2 separate regions of the Rattus norvegicus genome follow, and region 2 is linked to region 1. Evidence: chromatin contacts called from public Hi-C data. All regions are on one chromosome and are shown on one strand. Each heading gives the region's core, a stretch centred on a gene start, on an enhancer-like site or on the middle of the called end of the contact. The rest is flanking DNA. Distances are from core to core; before and after follow the strand shown.

Region 1 (6,757 bases), core at 2,894-5,393:
TGATTATTCCACAAATTTGTCAGTAAAGAAGAAAGGTAGATCAAGGAAGGGAAGAAAGAAAGAAAATGGACGTAATCTTCTCCCGCTTCATATTGCCGCATGTTTCTCCGGTTCCCTGCTGTGCTGTGAAAGCCTTCTGCAATCAGTTCATTAGAATGTGTTCTCAATTCATTACTGTTCTACGATACCAGCACACATGAAAGTAAGCCAAACGTAGTTAGAGCTGAACCAACACTGATTGCAATTTCCTTTCAAATTAGCATCAACGTGTAAGTATTTCTGTTATGCAATAAGGAAATACATTTTTTTATTAAAAACAATAAGGGGAAATTGACCATTTTTGATAGAAAAAAATTTAAATCTAATATATGACTAAGGAAGAACATTTAGCCTGACACATACGGACTGAAATGGCTCCGTGCCCATGCAGATACGGTTGGTACCAATTGCGATGCTTGTGGTAGATTTGCCACCTCTGATGGAGGATGGGACCGTGTGTGCCATCGTCTCTAGCTGCTTCAGCCTATTTTAATCCCATTGTTTTTTGTTTTTTGTTTTTTTCCTGTTTTACTCTATTGCCGGGATATTTAGTTAAGTTCACTCATTCCACACAGAGCTGTCCAGAACACGCTGCCAGAGGCTGCGCTGTCTCCAGCTGTGGTGAGGTGGGTGACTTTTCTAGAAGCCAGAGTGACGCAAAGACAATCACGTGTTAAAATGCCCAGTTAATAATAGCCATGGATCATAGCAGGTGGGACTCACGGACAAAATAGACACAATTGATTCCGTAGGAGACCTGCTATAAGTGAATCGTGTACCATTAAGACTATGGCTGTGTTAAGTGGTGAATAAAGCTACAGGAGACTCTCACTCTTTTTCCTCACTCTCACTCTTCCTTCCGCTCTTCCTCTCTCTCTCTCTCTCTCTCTCTCTCTCTCTCTCTCTGTCTCTCTCTCTTTCCTCCCCTTCTTCCCTTCCTCCCTCTCTCTCTCTGTCTCTCTGTCTCTCTCTCTGTCTCTCTCTTTCCTCCCCTTCCTCCCTTCCTCCCTTCCTCCCTTTCTCTCTCTCTCTCTCTCTCTCTCTCTCTCTCTCTCTCTCTCTCTTCCTCTCCTGGCTTGACATGATTAAAAAAAAAAAAAAAAAGACTATGGCTGTGCGATCTACACAGGTTGTCAATCGCCTCTCAGAGTTTCTCATGTTTATGGTGCTAAGCTGTAGTAGGAGAATGTGGAAAAATGCCCAGTGACTATGAGGATGAGGATGAGGATGATGATGATAAGGGGGAGGAGGAGGAGGAGGAGGAGAATTTTGTTAATGTCTTGTGAAAGTGTTAAGAGGACACGCCTGGTACTTTCTGAAAAGCAGGAGAAAAAAATGCAAACTGACATAGCTCATGCTTTTGTCCTGGAACAAACACCAATGCTCCCTCAGAGACTCCCAGTCCAACCCCAATGCTGTGTGCAGCTGTCTGTGCACACAGTTCATTTAGCAGTGGTTGTTGTCCTCTCCTGGCCCAGTCTCCCTAGGCCTGACACTTACTGTAGAGGGAAGTTTTATCACTAGTGGACCAAGACTTCAGGAACGAGGGCTGCCAGAGTGAGGACAGACTTAGGTTTGTGCCAGCGAAGCCAAGAGGCCAGAGCACACAAAACCTGGGTGACAGAAAATGACACCGGGTCAAACAGGCATTCTTCTAACTGTGGTGGCAAACGTTCTCTGCCTTCTGGCTGCCAGCCCCTTTTCAGAGCTGATTCCCAAAGGATTATTTCCCTTTGTTTAGCTTCTGTGTGCAGTCAATTAATTCATGATTTGTTGTTATTAGAAAACCAAAACAGAGGGAAAAAATAACTTTCTCCAGCACTTAAAATAATGCCCACAGGAACCCACCCAATAAAATGGCCCGAAACAAAACCCTTGCTTCAAAGCCAGAAACAATGACAAAGCTGCGAGCTCTGCCCACAGCTACCTATACTGCGTGAGTGTGGGGAAATATGCGAACTGGCAAACGGGGTGTGTGGCACTGCCTCTCTCTTGCAATTGCGGAGCTCTTTGCCCAGGGCAAGGAACACTGCAGAAGCCAGCAGCAGCCAGGCAGGGCTGTCAGCACGAACCTTATCACTTCTGGCACCACAGTTTACCAAAGTTGCTTATTGGTAAGCAATTACCAATAAGGCCCGAAGAGCTCAAAGTGCAGGTAGAGTAAGTCATAAATAGTTCAGTTTTAAGCCAGCTTTTCCATCCATGGAAATATGAAGCTGCCGAGGCATGTGTGTGTGTGTGTGTGTGTGTGTGCGTGTGTGCGTGTGTGCATGTGTGTGTGCGTGTGATGTGTGCATGTGGTGTGTGCGTGTGTGTGGATGTATGTGTGTGTATGTGTGTGTGTATCTGTGTGTGTATTTATGTGTGTGCGTGTGTGTGTGTGTGCACGTGTGTGTGTGCACGTGTGTGTTAGTGTGTGAGTGTGTGAGCATGTGTGTGCATGTGTGTGTGTGTGTGTGTGCAGGTGATGGATTTTGTCAGAGGGTAGCCATCCTCAGAACATTTATAATGAGAAAGTTGCTTGTCACTAGGTCAATGGTCCAGAAGGATTAACCCAAAATGTTACCTATACTTTATCATATTAAAATTATGTACAAATTATTTGTTGCAAGTTATTTATAAAATACAAATTTGTATCATTAACAATGTTTAAAAAATTACCAAAAATGAACCAGGATAGACAAGGAAAAAATTTAAAAACTGGATTTTATATAATTTGGTATAACCAATAACAAAGTCGCTCATTTACTAAATCATCTCTGTCTGAATTTTTATCAACTCCACAGTATTTTTAAATTAGAGTTTACTTACTAATAATAGTATGTTTAGGGTTGCTACATTAAACTAGGTTGTTGCCAAGAGTGGCAATCCGTTTTGCCTTCTGTAGGGAACTGTAACCGTATGGGTTAAAAGGCTTGGTTTAAAACTTTGCATAAAGTGTTCTTCACAGCCTGCGTCTGGCAGACACTCTGAGTCCCTTGGGGGTGTTTTTTCCTTCCTCTCCTCTTGCCCGTTTCCCATCCTGACTAGTTTTCTTCCTGTCTCTCATCCAAGCCTGCAAAATGCCATCAGGAAGGAAGGAGCACGGTGCTCTGGAAGTTCTGAGACAGAACCAGCTCTGCCACACGCCATAAAATGGAGCGCCAGATCCATCTAGGTGCGGCAGGGAAGTGGATTAGCCTTGCCTTCACCTCCTCGGTGTAGGAAGAAATAGAAAACCTTGCTGCATTCAGTTCTAAAATTACAACTATCCCACAGGCCGTGCCTTCATCAGAAATGCTTCTGTGGGTATTTTACCTAACAACCACCAATACATTTCTGAAAATACCAGTCGAGTTTTTATGCAAGGTCTGAGGACAACCAAGGTTGAAACAATCAGACTTGGGCTTGCTCACTTTGAATGGAAACAAAGCATCTTTCCTATCTGTGGGTTGTGGTTTTCCCTTCAGTGCACAGTTTTGGCTTTGGATCTTCCTTCCCTAACACCCCAAGACTATTTCAGAAACAAGGAGTAAGATGGCGCCCCTGCTTCTGTCTTAGTTTCGCTTCCTCTTGTTTCCACTAGGAGGACGTTTACTTCGTCTTAAGTTGCGAGACATTGTCATTTGCCATCCACAGTCTTTGGTTTTACTTGATAAACATGTTATCCTTATACTGGGGAAAGGAACTGTTTCTGGTTATGTTTTGAGATTTGTTTTCAAGCTAAACTGTAATCAACAATTTCAGTCAGTAGCCTGGTGTTCTATCAAAACATAATATCAAATTAACTGTGAGTACTAAGTAGCCTGAAACTAAACCGCTAGCCAGAATCAGCCAAGTGAGTCTTTGAAGCAGAGCAAATAAGATTGGATCTTTGGTTTTCGCAGCCAATGAAGTATTAAAATTTTCTCCTTCGTTTGTGCAGACAATCCTGTTTTGACCACTAGATGGCGATATGAACTCGCTGAATTTGGAACCCGACCAGCCCCATCCATAATTTCAAAGAGAAAAAAAGATGAGGATTTTCCTTAACTGATTTGATAGTCTGACACATACTGTTAAGGAAGTGGATTTATATGATGTAACAGCTATTTCATTAAGTTTCCGTGAGAAAGAAAGCATCCTCTTCTGGCAAGAAGACGTGTCTGCTTCTAAAACACAAGCCAGGGAAATCAGGAAGCAGAGTACAGTGGGAGGGGAGGGGAGAGGCAGACAGGCTTGCTGGCCAATTTGACTGCTTCGAGACTGACTTAAATATTTTCCTGACTACTTGACAGTCAAAATGGCGAAGGCAGTTTGTTTGTGTCAACACAGGGTGTATTTTGTGCCTCGAAAAGTGAATATCTATATTGCTAGACTTCCTTCCTGTCTGCCTCTTTTGTACCCCAGCTATTTGGCCCAGTTAGTTGGGGCAGTCTGCTACTGAAACCATAGTTGCTAGGGGAATAATCTTGGCAAGAAAGCATGCCCTCGATTTCGGCCGGTCACTAGACAAGTGCTTGATCTACAGATATTCCTGTATAAGGATGTCCTGATGATCAGAAAAGGAACATCTTTGCAAGAAGGGAAAAAACAAAAACAACATCAATCAAAAACAAACAAACAACAAAACAAAACATTCCATGAATGGCAACTCCCAAGTGTCAGTTCTCTAGAAAGGACTCAAGTGAATAATTGTAGAACTCAACTATTTGATGAGGCCAGCCATATTCTTTGTCCCTAAAACCAAGTATGTTCTGCACACAATTGCTTCAAACTGAAAGAGAGGGGAGAGAGAAATAATTGGAATCCCACCAGCCTCACAATACAGTCACAAAGACCAACAGGCAAACAAACACGGGAGAGCGCGGTAACTACAGTAAAAAAGAGATGTACTCCCAAATGCCAAAGGAAGTGAGTAAGAGTTGACATTTAAGGCCAGCCACGAAGTTAAGAGTCAAACAATGACAGGAAATCAACTAGAAAATGTGACCAAAGGCATTCCGGATGATAAAGTAACAGTATAAGAAACCAACAAATTACAGAATTAGTGTTTAAGAATACCTGTCCATGGGCTGGAGAGATGGCTCAGCGGTTAAGAGCACCGACTGCTCTTCCAGAGGTCCGGAGTTCAATTCCCAGCAACCACATGGTGGCTCACAACCATCTTTAATGGGATCTGGTGTCCTCTTCTGGCCTGCAGGTATGCATGTAGGCAATAATAAATAAATCTTAAAAAAAAAGAACTTTAAAAAAAAGAATACTTGTCCATGTGCCAGGAATGTGGTCTCTGTCATCGGCACCTGCACTAGCTATGTGGATGAGGGGTGGTCAAAAGACAGTGATTTTCCATAATCTAAAATGTATAATGAGTATCAGTGAATCCTCCCGGCAGAATCAACTGGGAGAAATAAGTATATAGTCTCTTGTTTAGGAAGCCTGAGCAGTCTCAGAGAGAGCAGATCTCACCCTCACAGAGCGTAGGGCTCAAACACCTCTCTTTCCCTGTGCTTTGTGCTTGGTGACTTCCTTCCAAACCCCGGAGTGTGGAAAGAGAAGTTAGGCATGGAAAACTCAGGGTTGTGGGATGGTGATTGCTCAGGCTGACCTGTCTTATAACTTTCACTAGTCTTTCCCCTCAAGCACATAATCCAGAGCTCGTCGGGGTGTCCTGTAAATCCCTCCTGAAGCTCGGTGTACAAAAGACAGGAACTCTTCACAATTGCAATGGACAGCTGAAACATTTGCAACCAATAAGGTGTGCGGGAACCTTGACAGAGAAATGACATGCCTTGGATAGGATCCTAGAACAGGAGAAAGAGGGTGGGGAGTTATAGTTTAGAAGAAAAATAATCTGAATGAAGTGTGAACTTGATTGGATAACGCAGTGATATCTGTTCATTAGTTGTCCCAAGTGACAGGAGACACCATTAGATGTGGTATGGATGTACACTCTTGGCACTATCTTTGAAATAGTTTTTTCTTTTTTGTAATAAAAAATAATACATAAATGTGCTCTCTTGGTTTCACTGGTTGGCTTTGTTTGGTTTTGAGATAGGATTTTGCTAAGTATCCCTGGCTGGACTGGAAGTCCTATGGACTGGTCTGGCCTCAAGCTGATGGATCTGTGACAGGCGTCTAGAGGATGGACACCAGCAGGGCCTGGGGACACGTGGAATGGGAAGGACTGTGTTACCTCTTAGAGGCCTGTTATATAACGACGCTATGAAATGAGAAATGCAATGTTAGGAATGATGATAAAATTAGGGTATAGTTACAAACACAGGAGGCAAAGGCGAATGAGAATTGGGACATTTGGTAGAATCTGGAATGATGGTGTAAGCTAGTATTCTTTTATATAGAAAGCAAATATAGAAATCAATATCTTACAAGCGGGCATATAGGAATGAATGTGTGCGTGCCCACACCTACAAAATTCCCTTACTCTGCCCGCAGTGGCGGAAACGCTCCTGTAGCAGCAAACACACCTCTCAGCTAGATCTCGGCCTCTGAACTCCAAGTGCAGAAACAACAGATCCCAGGCTTGGCTCAAAGAGTAGAACATAAGCCTGGGGCTCTCGGCTTGACTGGCAAATAAGAAAGTGCCCGGGAACTGTAGGGACGGGTGATAAGAACACAGAGCCCAGCTCGAAGAGGCTCCTACTGGTCACGCTTGAGCTGATGAGAATCGAAAAACATGAAATCGGTGAATAGTAACAAAATAAGAACCCACAAGCTCACATTGCTATGAACTAATTAA
Region 2 (6,757 bases), core at 1,319-3,818, 290 kb after region 1:
CCCAGGTCATATAGTTCTAAACTATAAATTTCCCACACCTTCAGAACTACCCGTAAGTTTGCTACTGTACTACGGTTTAGATTGTGAAGTAAAATATCTGCCCACACACTAATCAAGTATTTGAAAAAAAAAAAAAAGGTGAAAATGAGAATAGCTACCCTAAAAATTCTTATAATAACAGAATCACTGTTAATCACAGAATAAGTAAAATCACTGGGATTTTACTTTATTCTATTTTTAGTAAATGCATAATACTTAATGTTTGTAGTAAGTCAAGGCTGAGGGGCATCAACTGCAATCATCAGAAGTCTGGAATTGAGAGGGGAGTCCTGGCAATACTTATCTTTACAGAGTGTAAGTGCTGTACACTTCGGTTTATTTGAAACTGAGATGCTGGGTTTTAATTTAGTAAAGAAAGGCTTGTCAGCGGCCTCTGCTCCCCTCCTCTGCTAGTGCAGCCATCATAAACAGGGGTGATTTTCTTCGGTTTTATTAGGCTGGAAAGAAACTTAAGTGTCCACCGAAGAAGGCGTTTGTGGGAAAGGAATGGCGGGAGACAGGTATTAACCAGATAAATAAACTTTAGTAGTTCAGATTACAAAATAGGTCTGAAAAAAATGCAGTCTTGACTCTTTAAACTGATAACTGCCTTAACCGTATTAAAACTGCCACGCTGCCATAAAAGTGTCTAATGAATTTTCTTCTGATAGTTCTTGGTTTTCAGTTTCAGATGATCTCGGGCAAAAGCCCCAGTCAGTCACGGACTATATTTAATTTGCTGACCAGGTTTGTTTCTTATGTACAATGGTTTCAGTGGAAACTGTGACTCCAAGCTGAGCCCGAATCCTGAAAGTTAACAAGGGGCGCAAAGAAAACCAGAGGCCCCCTCTCCTCTGTTTTTTATACAAGACTGAGCCTCTCAACCCTTCTTTCCATAGGCCCACATCCTCAAAGAAACTTGGCCTCCCTCTCCTAGTCCAGGGCAGCAGTAGGAAGTACCCGCCCTCCTGAGCTAGGGCCGGGTGTCCTCGCTGTTCATTGGCTGCAGTGGCTGTCAGTGCCCTGAAGGCGGGGACGCCCACCTTGCAGTGGAATCTGAGGACTGCATGGTCACTGGGTCCAGATTCCCCTCCATTCCGGCCCCGAACTCTTCTCCGAAGGCCCTCCTCTCATATCCACTTTTCTGCCTCTCTAAGAAGTAAAGTTTTCCCCCCACCAGCCAAAACAGAGGATGCAACGGTTTGGGATGTAAAGCAAATTATGGACCGGATCTCTCGGAGTGATGGCAGAGTGCTGTGAAAATGAAATAACTGCTTAGGTTGCAAGCCAGTTCAACCAAGTGCACTGGCCATCACGAAATACTGCAGCCATGAATACAAGCAAGAAATGCCACACAGCACTGCAGGCTGTATTTTTTTTTTATTCATCATTTTCAGAGTTTGTCCGGTTGTCCCAAACTACAAATTTTTGAGTGTGGGTACTAAGTCTTTCTTGGATCACAACATCCCATCATCTAGAAGAGAACAGGTTTATAATATGCATATTCGGAACGTTATCCTGAAAGGCAGCCTACCAAAGCACACCGCCGTGAAAGGCTGTAGACAACGTGTCTACTGGGAACTGCAGATTTCTTGGAGGAGAAACTAAAGAGTGGTCCTAATAATACTCTGTTAGCTGCGGACATCTGGTTGTTTTTTATTACAACCTTTAAGATTAGTAGTCTCAAAGAAAGAGGGGGAAAGTCATTTCATCTCTAGATTGTTTTACTATATTCAGTTCCATCACCAGAATCGTAAAGGGCACAAACACATCTTACTCTAAAGTAAATACATTCTTAGTGTCTAGCCCGGGCAGAGACTTAGGCTATTCGAGTACAGTATGTGTGTCAATAAATGCATCTCTTGAGGGTCTCCGCCCCAGGCGGAGGCAGCCGACATTGCTCAGCAGCATCCCCCCATGGCCTCTCTAACGTCACCTTCGTCCCATCTGTGACTCAGCTCAGCTCATACTTTGCTGCATCCTAGCCCTGAATCGGTCTCAATCAGTCCTCGACCTGACTACCCGACCACTCACAGTCTGTGAACTTCACTTTTCTAAACTGGGCGGCAGCTTAATCGGTTGAGCCAATCCGCGATCGGTAAATAGCCAAGGTGACCAATGAGCTCTGCCCGGAGGCGGGTCTTCACTGGAGTTCCTCCTGTCCGAGCCCGGAGACCTGTTGCCGCCGCTACCGCAGAGCTGGAGCTTCCCGGGGGTCGAAGCGCCCGGGGTCTGAGCTCCCGCAGCCAGCGGCCTGCACCGCGCTCCACCAGTTGTAGGCGGCCTGGCGGATCCTCAGAGGCACGCGAGTCCGAGGCCCCACGCGGCCCGCCCGCTCCCCGCACCGGCCCCACCCGGCCGGGCCGTGCATACTCACCAGGGCGCCCGGGCAGCTCGATCCACGCGGGCTGCAGGGCTGCGCGATCCCGGGCCGATCGCCTCTGCCCGCGCCACTGCAAGCGCCGGCTCCCACCCTGATCGGCCGGCGCTTCCCACTGCGAGCCTAGCAGCGGCCCATCCTCCCGGCTGTGCTCCTCCTCCGGCTGCCGCGGCTGTCAGGAGGGTAAACATCCCGGCATCCCCGAGGAGAGGGCGGGCCGCCGCAGGCCCCTCCCCGCGCCCGCACCCTGCTCGGGAGCCCACGCTGCCACTTTCCTGAGAACTGGGGTGTGCCTCCCTTTCTGCGGTTGGCCCCTGCCTTCAAATCGGCGTATTTTGATCCCACTCTCTTTTACCAAGTGGTTTCAGCTACCTCTACACTGTGTCAGTGAAAGCAAACGAGAGTCTTCCCGGAATCTGGCTAAACAAATCTAGACTTTAGTGTCCCAGCATTAGGAATGCCTTTCAGGACGCTTCCGAAAGTTGAACTAGGTGGTACTAGGTATGCAGGATCTTTGAGATACAGGCACACTTACAAAGTGGCATTACAAAAATTATTACATTACATAAATTAATTTACACGTCACATATTTGCAATATGGTTCTCTCCTTAGTACATGGAGCTGTTGAAAAGCAAAGCTTTGATTCCTACTGTTCCACTAACCAGATTTGAACTACTGGGGCAGCCAGCTAGGAGGCAGTATAGAGTCTGTCATGCCTATATTCTAATCATTCAGTGGCAGTTGTTTAACTTATGGTCTTTCTCGGAAGAACAGCTTTAACGCCTCCTTAGAAACAGCCGGTGAGATACAGCGGCACGCTTGAGCACATATTCTAATCATTCGGTATCACTAGGTCTTTCTCTGGTTTCATTTTCCTGCCAAGGGTAGTAGTAGAGCCAAAAAACAAAACAAAACAAAACAAACAAACAAACAAAAAACGGTATTATAGCTCAAATGTGTTCAAACAATGGAAAGTAGGATTTAGAAAGTTAGGGCCAGGAGTTTGATTCTCAGGACCCACGTGATAGAAGAGAACTGAGTCCCCACGAGTTGTTTTCTGACATCCATACTGCAGCGTGGCGCACATACGAATGCAAGTATGTAAAATAGAATTAGGAAAAAACGCAAACTTTAATTTTAGAAAGAAAATTAAATTTCAAGAGGTAGCGTTGGTTCAAGAGCTTAAGCTGTACAGGTTTGCCAGGCGAGTTCTTAGATTGGGAGGAGAGGGTCTATATCTATTTCATAGAGAAATAAAGCTGGGGTGTGAATGTTCCTTTAAGTATGTTTATCAGGGGAAAATCACTTGGAATTTGAGCAGAGACCTGAAGAAGTGAGAAAAGGTGGCATGCGACTCAGGAAGTAGAAGGTTTTACACGGGAAATGCAAAGGTACCCTGTGTGGACGTGGGTTCGCCATGTTGGAGAAACAGCCAGGAGGTCAATGCAGATAGAATCCAAACCAACGAACAAGGGGGAGAAGATGATGAAATGGGGGATGGGCTACCAGAAAAGGGACAGGTGTAGAAATTTGAACTCTTATATTTTATTCTGAATAAAGTGGAAATTCATTACAGGAGTAAGTTGAAAGAAAAACAGAACTGTGGAGAATGAACTGTAGGATAACACAACTAGAAGTTAAAAAAAAGAGACAATTCATGGTCTCTGTGAAACATTCCGATCAGGCTTAGACCAGAATGCTAGCAATACCAGACAGTAGCAAAACCAGACAGACTTCAGATACATGTCCATGACAGAGCCAAAGGGGTTTGTGGAGGATTGAATGTGGTATATGAGATGAAGATAGGATAAAGCCAATAAGTTGGCATTTGAACTATATTGTATGGTCACATCACGCCAAAGCAGCCATAGGAACAATGTCACTTGAGTTGCCATGCATAGGCATAGCATACAGAAAAACTCAAAGACATTTACAAGGTAAAGTTCAACCTAGGACCAGATGCATGGCTCAGAGCTTGTTCTTACTCTGTTTGATACTGCCATTTTGGAAAAATGTGGATTGACAGGTGGCCCAGTTTAAGCACGCTACCAATTTATCTACATACAAAGTAGTCCAACGAGAAGCGAACACTATACCTAATGAACACTGAGGGTCAAATTGGGCAAAAGTTCACTCCCACATCCTTAGTGGCTGCAAAGCCTTTATCTAGGAAGAATCCTTTTGGTGTTATATGATGCCCTAACTATGAAACTAATGTAATGTGTCCTTTTTTTTTTTTTTTTTTTTTTTTTTTTTTACTTGTAAAGGCTTCATGGCTACAGACAAATAGTATACAGTGTTGCAAAGACTGGGTAGAGGGTCAAAACAGAAGACACTGTACTTTTTCTTTCTAAATTTATATCACCTTCCTTGTGGGTAGGCAAGGTTATTCCCAGGTGCCAGAAGCCAGCCTTCTGGCCTGGAGCAAATGCTAATGGGAAAACAGAGAAGCCTGCCCGAGAAGACTCCTCTGGCTCAGGACACTCACAAGCACCTTTAACTGCTTTTCCGTTCATCTCTCCTCTGAGCTTTCTCCCCAAATGCTGCTTGAGCTTCATGCTCTGCATTAATTATATGCCTTTGTAGGAATAACTCAGTATTTATACATAATTACCACACAGCACATATATTACATATCAGATCGACTCAGTTATAAATGGTATCTGGATATATATCATACTTAAAACCTCTCAGTTCATAACCAAATCTTTAAGGGTTTTTTTTTCCATATATATCTGCTGGCCCCATGTAAGAAAAAAATTATCAGCAGTATTTATTCTCAAAACCATCTCTCCATAAACTAACCCGAAACAGATGTTGCATACCAGTTCTGGCATAAATGTAATTTCTCCATAAGGAAAGAAACTTATGAGGGGAAAAAAATGTTTCCCCGAAGAAGAATGATGAAGTAATATTAAAAATAATTCTCCTTTGAGAGAGAACCTGGCCAGTGGGGTAGACCAGAAAGGTCTGGTCTTCTTGACTCAAACATAGTACTGGTAACAGCTGTACTTAAAAAGCTACTAGTGAGACTGGCAGCCTCTAAGCTTGGCAGCTGAATGGTGATGAGGCTTAGTCAAGCTGTTGAAATGTCTGGACTAAACTGGGCCAAGAGGAGGAAGTCAGAGTACAGACTGCAGACAGCCCAAGGGAGATCACTTTTCTCTGGCCTTGGCTTGCCATCCCTGTACAGTGTCAGGGAGTAACTATGATGCTTTGAAAGCACCCATGAAAATTATTAGCAAGTTCCTTTTCCACATCTAATGGCTCCTTGAAATCGTTAGTGGATTATTAGCAGATGCGCTTCTGTTAAAAAAAAAAAACAGCTAAATCCATCTTAATTTTATCCCCCCACTAAATCCCTAGAATTCAGAATTGCAGAGACACAATGCTACTGTTTCCCAATTATTGAGTTATGATAGCTAGGGGATATAGTTCATGGTTAAAAATAGGGACATACTGACCGTGGCTTTTCCATGGCTATTTTTGCAGTAGTTGTGAAACAGAAGAGATGTTTTGAGACATATCTTAAATAGAAGACACTGAGATATACTTGTGCAAAACAGGAAGCAATCAGTCCAAACAGCTGTTTGTATTTATATCATGATTTCTTTTTTCTTTTTTTCTCTCTTTCTTTCTTTCTTTTTTTTTACAATTTCTTTGCTCATTGGAATTCAACCGAACTTGTTTCTTTGCTCTGACAAACGTCAAAGGACCAGTATGCAAAAAGAACAATGCAGGGAATATATTAAGAAGTTCCACCCTCTCCTGTGGAGCCAAACTGTGAGGTCATTTCACAAATACAATTTCCTCAGTAGTGTGGCACCTCCAGCCATCACCACAGTTGGCAAGCACCGGGATCTATACTGTGAATAAAGTCATCGAACCTCAAGGATACTTTGAATTGTAGGTTTCTTGGTGGTGTGAGCATATGCGTTTGTATCTATCTGGAAATACGATGTTATAAATATCCTGTCATTTTACACGTCTAGAGGAAACGATTTCAAAGAGGTGTGCTTTATCTCCATCCACCTCTTCTGGGAGATTTCCTTCCGTGTTCTCCACTCCAGCTTTAGAATGTGCCAGATCCGCTCAGGTGTGGACAGTGGGGGCAGTGGTCTATTTCCTGACTGGAATGAAAGCAAGACAAATAAGTACTTCTGTTTACCTTTAGGACTTCCTCATACCTGCATTGAGAGGCCTGCCTCGGGTTACATTTCCAAAGGCCTGTCCCTAACACATTCACTGAAAAGAGTGAAAGTCGATACTGTTTGCCTCTTTCCAACCCCTTTGTTAAAATGTAAGCACTGACTGCTCACAACGTGCATTTCTTCAAT

The links. Hi-C and Micro-C count contacts between places; a contact is called where the count stands out from the background.
Region 2: a Hi-C map of the A7r5 cell line shows a contact between it and region 1, with 5 times the contacts expected there. The contact joins the promoter of Nek7 here to the enhancer-like site in region 1. A contact is called at or near these places in 2 of 12 Hi-C or Micro-C datasets (the A7r5 cell line and mammary epithelial cells) and 1 of 1 datasets of contacts at active chromatin or transcription factors (oligodendrocytes).

Annotation. Positions count from the first base shown.
Region 1 is chr13:52,403,853-52,410,609 of GRCr8, forward strand. No RefSeq gene overlaps it. Among named protein-coding and RNA genes, the nearest start is that of Atp6v1g3, 45 kb to the left of the region's middle. Within about 2 kb of position 4,144, at least 15 of the 93 cell types and tissues checked have an H3K27ac peak or open chromatin away from gene starts, as enhancers often do. A contact at or near this core is called in the A7r5 cell line, where this site is marked.
Region 2 is chr13:52,698,255-52,705,011 of GRCr8, forward strand. Nek7 (NIMA-related kinase 7) reads right to left here and starts at 2,569. Exons shown (of 10, transcript NM_001108346.3): 1 at 2,417-2,569.